Linked DNA regions of Mus musculus: all the other regions are linked to region 2. A link is a contact called in public HiChIP or PLAC-seq and capture Hi-C data. All regions are on one chromosome and are shown on one strand. The core of a region is the stretch at or near the end of the contact, and the rest is flanking DNA. Distances in the headings are between cores, read along the strand shown.

Region 1 (4,297 bases), core at 1,712-4,211, 550 kb after region 2:
TCTCTGAGTGTGAGGCCAGCCTGGTCTACAGAGTGAGTTCTAGGACAGCCAGGGCTACACGGGGAAACCCTGTCTCAAAAAATCAAACAGGGTGGGTGGGGGATAAAAAAAAAGAAGCATTTTGAGCAAGAGCATCCAGACATGGTACACACACACACACACACACACACACACACACACCCCTTGCAGCTCTTCTATGACCCTAAACCCTAGGTGGAGCACTTCACCGGAAGCAAAGCACCTATGGGCGTGGTAGGGATGGCAATCCCAGATACCCAAACACCAGAGGTCACCAGAGGTCAACCTAGAGAGATTTCTCCTGACTCATAAGCACACCTTCAGAGGCTCTCCAATGGGAGAAACCCCAAACTCCCACAGGAGCGGAAGGCTTTCGGTCCTGTTTGGCGGCCTGTCTCCAGCCTCTCCAGTCACAGGAATGACACAGCTTCTCCTCCAAACATGCAAAGTTCTTCCACATCCTGTGCCCTTTCCTCCCACACCCCTCCAACCTGGTCAACACCTGCTCTGTCTCACTCACACATCATTTCCTCCAGGAAGGCTTCCAGGATTTCATCAGGCTGGGCTCCCCTCAGTACTCTAATAAGCCTTCGGAGGTTCCTCTAGAGGTAGCAGTTACTGTGCCATGGTCCGGCTGCCAGCCTGTTCCAGGTCTCCAATCACAGAACAAGCCGCATCCTGTATTTTTTTTTCCCTTCCTTTCTTTCATGTCTATATATGTGAAGTGTGCCTATGTATATATGTGTTCACATGTGTGTGAGGGCAGGGGTGAGTGTGTGTGTGTGTGTGTGTGTGTGTGTGTGTGTGTGTTTGTGGAAGCTCAGGGTTGACAATGGGGGTCTTCTTTACCTTTTTATAGATTTATTTATTTATTATACAGGATTCTGCCTGCATTCGTGCCTGCACCAGATCTCATTACAGGTGCTTATGAATCACAATGTGGGTGCTGGGAATTGAACCCAGGTCCTCTGGAAGAGCAGCCAACAACACTCTTAACCTCTGAGCCGTGTCTCCAGCCCATCTTCCTTCATTTTTTGCTACCTTACTCACTGAGTCGAAACCACAGTTGATACGGTTAAGTCTGGCTAGCCAGCATTAAGCAAGGCGAAGGGCGGATTCCTTCATCTGTGCCCTCAAGTGCTGGGATTGCAGGCAGGCTGCCATACCCAGCCAGCGTTTGTGTGGGTGGGTGAGGATCCAAGGGCTGGTTTACACTTGCCCAGTAAGTGCTCTAACCACTGCACCATCCCTTACCCACACCTGTGCAGCACCTACCATGTGGCAGGTACTACATGAAACGCCTAGACTATAAAGGGTTAAGCCAGCTGGGCCTTGTGGCCTGTAATTCCAGGAGTTGGAAGGCTGAGGCAGGAAGACTGCTGGGAGTTTGAGGCTAACCTGGGCTACAGTGTGAGCTCCTGTCTCAAAGTCATAATGATAATAATAATAATAAAATAATGGCAGCTAGTGATATAGCTCTTTGTGGAATGCTTGCCTACATGCCTTGGGGTTTGATTTTTATTATTATACAAACTGGGCATGGTGGCACATGTCTGTAGTCCTAGTATTAAGATGGAGACAGAAGAGTCAGGAGCTCAAGGTCAACCCTTGGCTACATATAAAATTTGAGGCTAGCCTGAGCTATAGGGTACCCTGTCTCAAAATAACGAAGACATTAATAATAATAATAATAACAATAATGATGTTGATGATGATGATGCCAAAGCCTGCCTCAGGAAGTGTATGGGCCAATATGTCAAGAGACAAACAGTAAGAAAAGTGTCACTACACAATCTACTGTGTACTAGACCCTGGTGCCCAGAAATGTTTTCTCAATGACTAAACACCATCCTAGGATCTGGGAGCACTGGGGTAGGGTGAGTGAGGTAGGTCACCTGTAAACCAATGGACAACCTGTTCACTCCTGCTGCTCCAAAAGCTGCCAGCCTAGGACCTGGGGCTGAAGTGGGGTTAGCCTCCAAGGTGACTTCCGAATCGGCAGGCAGGTAGACTTCCTGAGCCACAGCCTCCAGGACAGCAGCCACAGTGTGGGGACTGGCCAGACTCGGGGTTCCTCCACCAAAGAACACAGACTCTACTCTGGAGGAAGAGGATGGAGACATAAAACCCCGGGGAAAACCCTTGGGGAACATCCTCCTGTAGTGTCCTCTCCGCCCAAGACCTTGTCTAATGTCCCCAGTACTGACCTCTGCACCCCGCTGAGCCGCAGCAGCGTCCTTGCCTCAGTCACCAGGCAATTCCGCACGGTCCCCTCCTCCACGCCGCGGGGGATGTACTTATTGAAGTTGCAGTAGCTGCAGCGTTTCTCGCAATAAGGCCACTGGGGACAGGGGATGCGTGTGTGAGCTAAGGCGGGGCTCTGGGCTGCCCAGGCCACTTCCAGGGTTTATCTCACACATCCCCGTTCCCATTCTGAGGTTGGTCAGCGGTGGTTGCGACAACTAAGCCACTCTGCGTCCCGTGGGCAGATGGCGATGAGATTACTATGCCCACTTTCGTGAGACAAAACAGGTTCCAAGAGGGACACCCAGCTAGTAAGCACCAGACTTGAGGTTTTTGGCCAAACACTTATTCCGGTGGCGAATGACGCGGGCAGATGTTGTACCAGATGTAATGTTAGGCACGGACAGCGTGCATGTGGGCTATGAACGGAACAGCCACGGCCACCGCCTCCTTCTGCTCTCCCCTACTCACTCACGTGCACGTAAAGCGCCGCACGCGTGCTCGCGGACTCAGGACTCGGAGGCTGTCCCAAGCTGTCCACACGGGGGCGCCGCTGGGCCGCCCTGGCCGCTGCCACCCATCTGCCGGTCCGGACCCCGGAGGGAACCATGGCGCGCAAGGCGGCAGAAAGGAGGGATGCGAGACCTCGACAGCGTGCCCAGCAGGGGTGTACCCGGGGCTGGGCCGCGTGGATAGCCCTGGCGGAAGTCAGAGGGGCTGCGTGACCTCGTATTGCCTCTCCCGGAGTGGCTAGAGAGCCCACGGCCTCGTGTCTGCGGCGCCACCTGGTGGACACTGTTGCACACACAGCCTATTCGTTCTCAAGGACACAGCCAGTCTATCTTTTGCCAAGGACGCAGAATGCCCCGCCAGCCTCTTGGCTCCCTGTGTCAGAGCGACTTTATTGACTCATACAAGATTTCTTTGTTTGTTTGGGTTTTTTTCAGTCAGTTACTTAGATTGGTGTGTACCTGGCTCAGATCTGAAAGCCAGGCCTACTAAAATCAGGTCAGTCTAACTGGCAGGGGAGACACTAACCAAGTTAAGAGTTAATTCGGTACTAGGTAACTGGCTGTGAGCTGGTGGGCCTACAGAAGTGTGCGTGGGAGTCAGCGGAAAGGAAGCTCACGGGCTGGGTATTAGAGGAACAGAAAATCGTTGGAAGCCAGGGGCGGTGGCTCACACCTGGAATACTAGAACTCCCGGAGGATTGTGGGAGTTCCAAGCCAGCCTGGGCTACAGTGTGAGAGCCTATCTCATAGAAACAAAAGAGGGGGAAAGACATGATGGCTCAGCAAGGAACGGACAGTTGCCCTACAAAGCAGAATGGTCCCTGGATGCCAAATATGTAGTGGGAGAGAGCCTCGCTCCACATAGTGGTCCTTTTGCCTCCATGGGTGCACCTTCTAGCAAACTCATGTGTGCACATAATACACACAGATACAATAATAAAATCAATAATTGTGGCATAAATACTGTATACATACATACATACATACAGGCAAAATACCCAATTACGTTTAAACAAACGAGAGAGAGAGAGAGAGAGAGAGAGAGAGAGAAAGTAAAACCTGAGGCTGTCCCAGCAACCACATGGTGGCTCACAACCATCTATAAAGTGACCTAATGACCTCTTCTGGCACGCAGGCGTACAAACACATATATTTAAAAATAAATAAAATTTAAATATAAATAAAACTTTGTTTAAAAAAAAGAAAAAAAAGTCATGTGTGGCAGAACAGCCCTATAATCCAGGTCTGGCTGACTGCATGAGACAATGTTTCAGAAAAAAGGAAGCAGGGCTGGAGGGGCTGGCTCAGCAGTTAAGAGCACTATCGGCTCTTGCGGAGGACCCTGCACCCACACACTGTGGCTAACAACCATCTGTAAGTCGGAAACTCCAGACTTCCTCCAGCATGCACATGGTGCACAGACATATGCAGGCAAAACACATGAAATAAAATAAATATTTTTTTAAAGGAAGGGAGGGAGGGGAAAGAGAAGAAAAGAATTCCACTGGGAACTGGCTTGGCAG
Region 2 (4,047 bases), core at 529-3,028:
AGGAGCAAACATAAAAAACATTTTTCTTTAAGCATTCTTAAGTATACAATAATGTTGTAGAAATACAAAAAACAACTCTTGCTCTAAGTCTTCCATCTCTGACTCCCAGGAAAACAGAGTTACTTAGGAAGACTGAGTGGCGTCACTCATGAAGGGGTAGGGAAGGGAGAGAGAATATTCATAGCAAGATTTCCTCCGTTTTCAAGGTGAGATTAAGAAGTGATAGGTGCCTGAAGAAATAGGCTCAGCAGTTAAGAGGACTGGCTGCTCTTGCAGAAGACCAGGGTTTGATTCCCACCACATACATAGAGGCTCACAACCAGCTAAAACTCCAGTTCTAGCTGACAGGACACCGTCGGCAGGCTCTGCACAGGACTGGTGCCCAGACATGCACACAGGCAAAACATTAGTTCACAAAACAAAACAATAAAGTTCTTTTTAAAAATCGATAGGGCATTTTGAGCTCATACTCAACTAGCTGGGCAGCATTCCTAGAATCCAGACATATACACAAAGTAAGGGTGAGGAAGGGAGACAGGGAGAGCACAAACTAAGGGTAGTGGCGCAGGGGTTCGGGAAATTGTTTTGACAGTTTTCATCTTTGTCCTTTTGCACTGGGTCAACCTCCACAGAGCTTTTGGTGGTTTCCAGGGAGATGGAAGTGTGGGAGACTTTGGGGATGATCTGAAACTTCTAAACACCAAACAGGGTATTTAGGACTCCGGGAGGTAGCCAGTCTTCTCCCTAATAACTTGTCTATTTAAATCCTCTCTGTTCTTCCCATATATTTAGATGAGTCGGAGTCGGTGTATCTGAGTCAGCTATGGCAAAGGGAAGAGGCTTTTGCGAGTGTCTTCCGCCAAACTTGAGACTGGAAGATGAGAATACACGGAAGTAATCTCTGACTCAGCCTGCCCAAGGCTAGGGTGTTGTGGCATTCCCCACGAGTGACGCACTCCCAAGATAGGTGACTTCATGTATCATGGGACTTATTCCACCACTGACTCCACCCCATAGCCTCCTCTGCTTCTTCTCTCACTTCCCAGCCCCACCTCCCTCTCAAGATCAGAGAGGGACCGGTGGTAGTGGCTGCAGCCTAGAACTGTCTTTCTCATAGGCAGGGAGCAGAGGGACCCAGTGTTTGGCAAAATGCAAAAAGTGGTACTCATTTTCCCTTCTCCAGACGCTTCGCTCTTCTGGTTAAGGCTATCCTTACTCTTCCTTAACATCAAAGTGTACTATCGTACTCGAGGCAACCTGATCCTCTAGGCAGTCATTCTAGTTACAGCTTTTTCCCTCATCCACTGTTTTCCTTTGAGTCCAGAATTCTCAGTAGGAAGTAGAGAGAGTCTCGCCTCTGCCTCTTTCCTGTTCTAGCGGTATGACCTTGACTAACCCGCAACTTCCCTGGCCCTAGTTTCTTTGTCTGTTAAGCAGGGTCCACACGTCTGGCGCACCAAGAAGGCGCGGGATGAGCCGTAAAAAGGCGAAGAAAACGCTTGCAGCCTCCTGGGGAAAGTTGTCAGTCTTCAGAGCCCCTCCCTTTCCTCTGGGAACGCCCAGCCAACGCAGCCTCCGGCTGTCACTTCCTCCACCTCTCACCTCTCGGTCCGCGCGCGCGCGGCGCCGGGTGTTGGCGTCACAGCCGGCGCACGCCGCCGCCAGGCCCCGCCCCTCGTCCGCGCCTGGCCTCCCGCGGGGCCCCGCCCACCGGGGCGACGCGGCGCTGGCCCCGCCCCACGGGTGACGCGTAGCGCGCGCGGCCGGGCCGCCCCGGCAGTTGGTGCAGCGGCGGTTGGGGCGAGTGCGCTCACCCCACCCCTCCCCTCCTTGGCCAGGGCTCCGGCCCCCACCCCGCGGGGCCCAGCCCCAGCCCCAGCCTCCGCCGGGCCCGTCCCGTGCGGGCCCGTGCCACCCCTCAGCCGGCGACGCCCGGGGCCGCCCGCCCGCCCGCCACCATGGAGCTGGAGGACGGTGTGGTATACCAGGAGGAGCCCGGAGGCTCCGGGGCCGTGATGTCAGAGCGGGTGTCCGGCCTGGCCGGCTCCATCTACCGCGAGTTCGAGCGGCTCATCGGGCGCTACGATGAGGAGGTGGTCAAGGAGCTGATGCCACTGGTGGTGGCCGTGCTGGAGAACCTGGACTCGGTGTTCGCGCAGGACCAGGAGCACCAGGTGGAGCTGGAGCTGCTGCGGGACGACAACGAGCAGCTCATCACCCAGTACGAGCGGGAGAAGGCGCTGCGCAAGCACGCCGAGGAGGTGAGGGCCGGCGGGGGCGGGGGTCGCAGCCGGGCTGGGGACGCTGGGCGCGCCAGGCGCACCAACGCGCCAGGGTGGACTCCTGAAGGGCAGGCCCGAATCCAGGGCCCGGGACAGTGCTCCGCAGCGTCTCGGGACCCCGGGACACTGGCCGGTGCTGGAAGCCTAGGCAGGCCAGCGAGTGTCCAGGAGAGGGGTGAAGTGGGAGGAAGGCCGGGGGAGGAAGCGACACTCTGGCATCTGAGGGCACCTGGGACTGCCCGAGGGCGGAGACTTGAGGGTGTCTGGTTGCTTCTTGTTTAGGGAAGTTTCCGACCACCGTAGGATAGTCGGGTGCGGGTTCAAACTTTTAGCATGGGGAGGGGCAGTGCTGTCCTGCCCGTGTCAGTTCCGCTGGCTTCGGTACCTTTCCAGGGGGGGCTGCTGCTGCTTTGGGAAGTTAGAGATCTCCCTCTTTCGGTCAGTTTCTTCTTGACATTTAGATCCTCTTGAGAAGGAAGTCTACCTATGTACCCTTTTTTTTTTTTTCCATTTAATTTTAACACTTAGTCAACCACTTAGAAGTCGACTAGCAGAGTCCAGTAAGTACATACAGTACATTCATTTACTTTATTAATGTTCCTCACAGAGGAATGTTCCTCCTTCGTGTCAGGTGGTAACCTTGGACAGTTCCCTGACAGCCTCCTCTATTTATAAAGACTGGGGGGCGGGGTTGAGAAGGTGTGGGTGAGTGTTACAACACTTGTCCTGTCTGCGTTTGCTTTGCATCCTGCAGTTTCTAAGTGCACTTGGCTGGCTCTTTGCTCGAACACCTGAGCGGTGACCTTTGTACTCGTCACCTGAGTGTGTGAGCCTTTTTGGATCCTGGGCTGTAAATGATCCTCTAGCTTTTTGAGCGAGTTCAGGATTTTAGCCTGCAGGCTGAGCGCCCTGGCATTGTTTCTGAAGAACCTTTCTTCGGCAGTCAAAATGCTCTCCTTGTTTTTGTGCCAGACATCTACTGTACCTAGCTAAATACATGGTGATTGAAGGAGACTAATTATCGAAGGAACCACGTGTTGTTTTTCAAAACTACATGACGCGGTAGAAGAATGTGACATTTGTTTGGCAGCTCAGTTCCTAGCATTAAATAGGCAGTTTATTTTGTTATTTGTGCCTCTGCATTCAGGTAAATGATTCTTTTTTTTTTTTTTTAAAGTCATGATTATAGTGGCGCTTTGTAATTGAGATTTTGCAGTCCACCTATCTTAAAGAAAGGCATTGAATTTGCCAAACAAAATTGACTTTATTTCAAGAGTATGTTTACAAATAAACACGGAGGGAGGGTTGAAAAGAAGACAAGGCCACAGCCCCGTTAGTTTCTTGGTTTATAAAACAGATCAAGGCCTTTAAGGTGGCGTGCCACTTGGGTGCCACTTGCCACTGATACAGACTTTTGTCATGATGTGGATGCAGTTGGAAGAGAGTGGGGCCAAATATACACAGATTAGGAGCAAGTTCAATGTAACCTATTACCTCTGGTTAAAAAAAAAAAGGAAATGTTCCCTCCAGCCTTAGCCTGCGGACAGGATGAAGTGCCGAGGTTACACAGTCCAAGAAAACCAGCTGTTACAGGTTACAGAATCAGAAAATAAAACTGCTAGGCTTTGTTTTCTTTATTTTTCTTTATTTGTTCATTTATTTTGGTTTTTCAAGACAGGGTTTCAGTGTGTGGCCCTGGCTGGCTATCCTGGAGCTTGCTCTGTAGACCAGGCTGGCCTGGGACTCACAGAGATCCCCCTGTCAC
Region 3 (3,930 bases), core at 57-2,556, 530 kb after region 2:
TGGCCCCTGCCTAGCTGCACTGAGTTCTCTGGATCCTATGCTCTTTGATCCATGAATTCGCACTGCTCTCTGAGCCCAGGAAAGCAAGCCCTTCCTTTTTTTTTTTTTTTTTTCTTTTTTAAGTTATCTTTTTCTTTAATGCCATCTACTGCAGAAAACCCTTCCCTCTAAGTCTACCAACTGAGGCCTAGTTCAGAAGCTCTCTCTGAGCACCCATAACTTCCATAGGTGTCCATATTTGGTTTGCTAAGTTTGTTGCTATTCCTCCTGGTCTTGATTGTGTTTCTTGAGGGTTGGAATCACAATCCCAGTGTCAACCAGTGTCTGCACAGGACAGACCTCCATAAATAAAAAACAGAGCAAGGGATACCTCAGTAGCAGAATGCTTGCTTAGCATACACAGGGACCCTGGGTTCCATCCCCAGCTGGAAATTTTCAAAAAGGGGAGTGGTTGCCAATGGAAACAATCACGGTAGTTCACGTTAAACTAGATATCTGTCACAAGGCTAGAAAGGCCAAGTGGTAAGACATAAATAGCACTCTGAAACCAATGGAGTTAAGAGTTTTGGGTGTTATTTTTACTTGTGGATTCCCCCCCCCCCCAAGACTCTTAGGTGGCCCCTGCTTCAATTCCCAAGAACCTCATCAGGTGCTCCCTGGTTCTTGGGCATCTCATCCCAGGAGTCTGCCACCTGTACCACCCTAATATATGATTTGAGTTGGAGCTCTCTTACTCCTCCTGTCCCAAGGCTTGTCCCCTGCCACTGACCCCGGAAGCTCTCTCTTAGTACCTCACTTGCCATGTTACCTCCACCAAACATCAGGACCCTGTGCCTCCCTTCTGAGATTTCTGCCCATGTTTTGTACTCCAAGGCTACAGTGACCCTCCCTGGTATCTGTTGCGTCCTAATCCCTTCCCAAGCATCCCTGTATGTTTTGTTTTGTTTTTTCCTGAGCACCCAAGGCCTCCAGGGCCAACCTTTGACGCTCTCTGCGTTCTCCAGGATCTTGCTGGTTGGCATTTTGAGACGGGATTCCTTCTTGATGGCCTTCATGGTGCCGTCCGGGGTTACCTGCCTTGGCCCTGTGCTCCCCGCCCCTAAGATGACTGCGCAGCGCGGCAGCCCCCGCCGCGATCCCGCCCTCAAGCGGCCGCCGTAGCGTCCATAGCAACCAGCGCCACGCGCAGGGGGCGCGCACCCACCGAGCAACTTGAGCGGGGACTGCCTTTCAGTAATCTTCTTCATCATGACGCGCTCCTGCACCGCAAGCGGCTCCTTAGGCTTGTTCGCAGACCCCGAGAATGCCCCGGTCAGACTCTTGACGTCACAGGAGGCGCTAAAGAGCGCCAAGGCGTCATCGACTGGGCCTGACAAAGGGTTGCTGTAGGAACTGGCCGAAGCTGAGTGACTGGAATGGGGACAGTAGCAACCTCGGCCGCCATAGGATCTCCCACCTAGACTCCCCAGATGTTTCTGCTCTGGGTCACCGCTTGCTGACCAGTCTTCAGGCTTCCGGCACGCTCATCTCACACCAGGCTGACCATGCATTGACTACTTTTCCTAGTTTAAGTGCCCCAGACTCCGCCTCCACCGGCCTGTCATCTGCCCTGCCCACTAATCAGCCATCACTTCCTAGGCCAGTCAGACTTTTACCAGATTTGGGGTCTTTGCATAGACATGCTGCCTTTGGTTCTCGTGAAGATGTACTTTCCCGTTACCTCACATTTCTAAGTGTATCCACGTCATTCCTTCCTTCCTTTATTCATTTTTACCCAGAGCTCTAAAGCATTCAGAAATTATCAGGTTTGTTTCTGAGGTTGGATCCCTCTCCAGGACTACTACAAACTCCTCTCGACCTCGCTCCCTGTGACTGGACACATGCTCCAAGGGCAGCCTCCCTTCTCAGTCACACTCACAGCATCTCTGGTTCAGTTCACTTCAGGGACACTTGGGGCGGCATTTAGGACACTCCAGGGAGATGCTCTGTCACCTGTGTCCTCCAAGGGACAGGTTATGAAAATGAGGTATGGGGGGTTAGGGAGTGCGCGTTGGAGCTACTGTTTCTTTGAGAAATGTGGTGTGCATGAATGACAGACTGAGTTGTGGAGAAGGAAAGAGCTTCTAGCAGCAAAACGGCAGGCTACGTGACAACCTCCCCGAGGAGGGCTCATGGTTTTTGTTTTTCTCCTTTTCTTTTTAAAGATATTTCTTTTAACCCATGTTATCCTCAGACTTTACTACTACAGCTAAGGCAGGGGTTAATCCAGATCCTTCTATCTAACTCCCAACAGTGAGCCTACAGATGTGCTGCATCTCCAAGCATGGGTAAATGAAACTTTGTTTGGTTCTGTTTTCCAACACTGGAAATTGAACTCAGGGCCTTGTACACACTAGGCAAGTGTTCTGTCATTGAGCTAGTCCCTAGCTGGTATGGTTTGTCAAGGGAAGGTATGTAGGTACCAGGCAGGTAGTCACTTCAATTGTGCAATGCTTAAAAACAAAAATAGCCCTTCCGGAATGTGGTGGGTTCTACATCTTATCTCTTGCTCAGGGTGGTGAGAGCAGTAGACTAGTGTGGATCTAAAGAAGACCTCCCACTTGGGAGATAAAGGCAAGAGGATTAGAAGTTCAAGGTCATCCGGTGCTACACAGAGGATTTTAGACCAGTGTGGGCTATATAAAACCATGTCAAGAAAAAAGAAAAAAAAAGAGCAAAAGAGGAAAAGGAAAGGAGGCAAAAACAACCCGTGTCTGAGTTGGTTAAAGTGACTGGTATACGGATTTTGCTGTGGTTAGCATTTCTGGCAAACACTCTTCCGTGTGTGTCTTTTTCTCATAACTTGGGACTAGGGAGTGTTCTAGAAGGGAGGATTTGTGCATTCCTAACTATCTTCATTGTGCATTAATCTGTAAGAAACAGAGCGGGCAGGAACCAACAGAAATTTCTGAGAATGGGTCTCAGTGTTGAGGGCTCATACACATTTTCTGTAAAGCTAATGAGGGATGAAAGGGGAGGGTATCAAAACATCACGTGTACCCTATAAACATAAGCAATCATTACTTGTCAGTTAAAAGACTGCCCATGCATGTCTGGAATAACACTGGCGAGGGAGAGGCAAGAGAGTAGTGAGTTTGAGGCCACCCTAGGCTATATAGTGAGTTCCAGGGCACCCTAGCTAACACAGTGTGACCCTATCTATCTCAAAAAGAATGAAATAACTTTTAAAAAAATATGAACGTGTTAGCTAAGAGCACCTCAAATTCGTACAGATCTAACAGTCTAGGCCAACCCAGAATGTCTTCTGGATAAAGAATAGTCCTCAGACGCAGTTGACCGAGTACCCTCCAAAGGGAGATGGGGCCATTCACTCCCAAGGAACACACCATTACTTAGGAGCCCTGTGCAAAATGGGGAAAGGTAAGACATGCCTCCTCCTGCTCTCAAGATGCTTGGGAGTCCTCAAGAGAAAATCAAACATTCTTGTTACTCCAATCTTCACCCAGCTCCCAGAAGGCCTTTTAAGTTTGTGGAGTTACATGGCTCATGGGTAGCCCAGCTGGGGCAGTTCAGTGGGATCAAAGGGCAAGGGGAGGCAGGGTGCATGGTCAGGCAGGTAGGCAACCTGGCGGCTCACCCACCAGCCCAAGTGACCGCCCTTTGTTATGGGTCTCCCTGCCTCTGCCTCAGGAAAGCGTTGGACCAGACCAGGGCTTCTTAACTTTTTGAGAACCTGGTCAAAGTTAAAACTCTTCCCATTGGAAATGTACATTTGACTTTCTTTAATGTGACCGAACAGGGGTGATGATACAATTTGCCATTTTAACCTGCACAGCTTGGCAGCATTTAGTGACCATCACTGCATCTGGTTCTAAAATATTTTTCACTCTTCAGAAGAAAGTTTGTACCTACCACTCATTCTCTTCTCTT

The links. HiChIP or PLAC-seq counts read pairs in DNA pulled down with a chosen protein or histone mark. Capture Hi-C pulls out chosen DNA fragments and counts their contacts.
Region 1: an H3K27ac HiChIP or PLAC-seq map of stem cell-derived neural progenitor cells shows a contact between it and region 2, with 3 times the contacts expected there. The contact joins the promoter of Rsad1 here to the promoter of Spag9 in region 2. A contact is called at or near these places in 1 of 484 Hi-C or Micro-C datasets (embryonic stem cells) and 3 of 115 datasets of contacts at active chromatin or transcription factors (pancreatic cancer cells, stem cell-derived neural progenitor cells and thymic regulatory T cells).
Region 3: a capture Hi-C map of embryonic stem cells shows a contact between it and region 2, with 2.8 times the contacts expected there. The contact joins the promoter of Mycbpap here to the promoter of Spag9 in region 2. A contact is called at or near these places in 1 of 115 datasets of contacts at active chromatin or transcription factors (pancreatic cancer cells) and 1 of 9 other capture datasets (embryonic stem cells).

What each region holds. Positions count from the first base shown.
Region 1 is chr11:94,546,246-94,550,542 of GRCm38.p6, forward strand. It overlaps Rsad1 (radical S-adenosyl methionine domain containing 1), which reads right to left and starts at 2,962. Exons shown (of 9, transcript NM_001013381.2): 1 at 2,738-2,962; 2 at 2,226-2,359; 3 at 1,914-2,118. The coding sequence starts at 2,872.
Region 2 is chr11:93,994,313-93,998,359 of GRCm38.p6, forward strand. It overlaps Spag9 (sperm associated antigen 9), which reads left to right and starts at 1,779. Exons shown (of 29, transcript NM_027569.3): 1 at 1,779-2,261. The coding sequence starts at 1,959.
Region 3 is chr11:94,520,196-94,524,125 of GRCm38.p6, forward strand. Mycbpap (MYCBP associated protein) reads right to left here and starts at 1,307. Exons shown (of 19, transcript NM_170671.2): 1 at 1,205-1,307. The coding sequence starts at 1,250.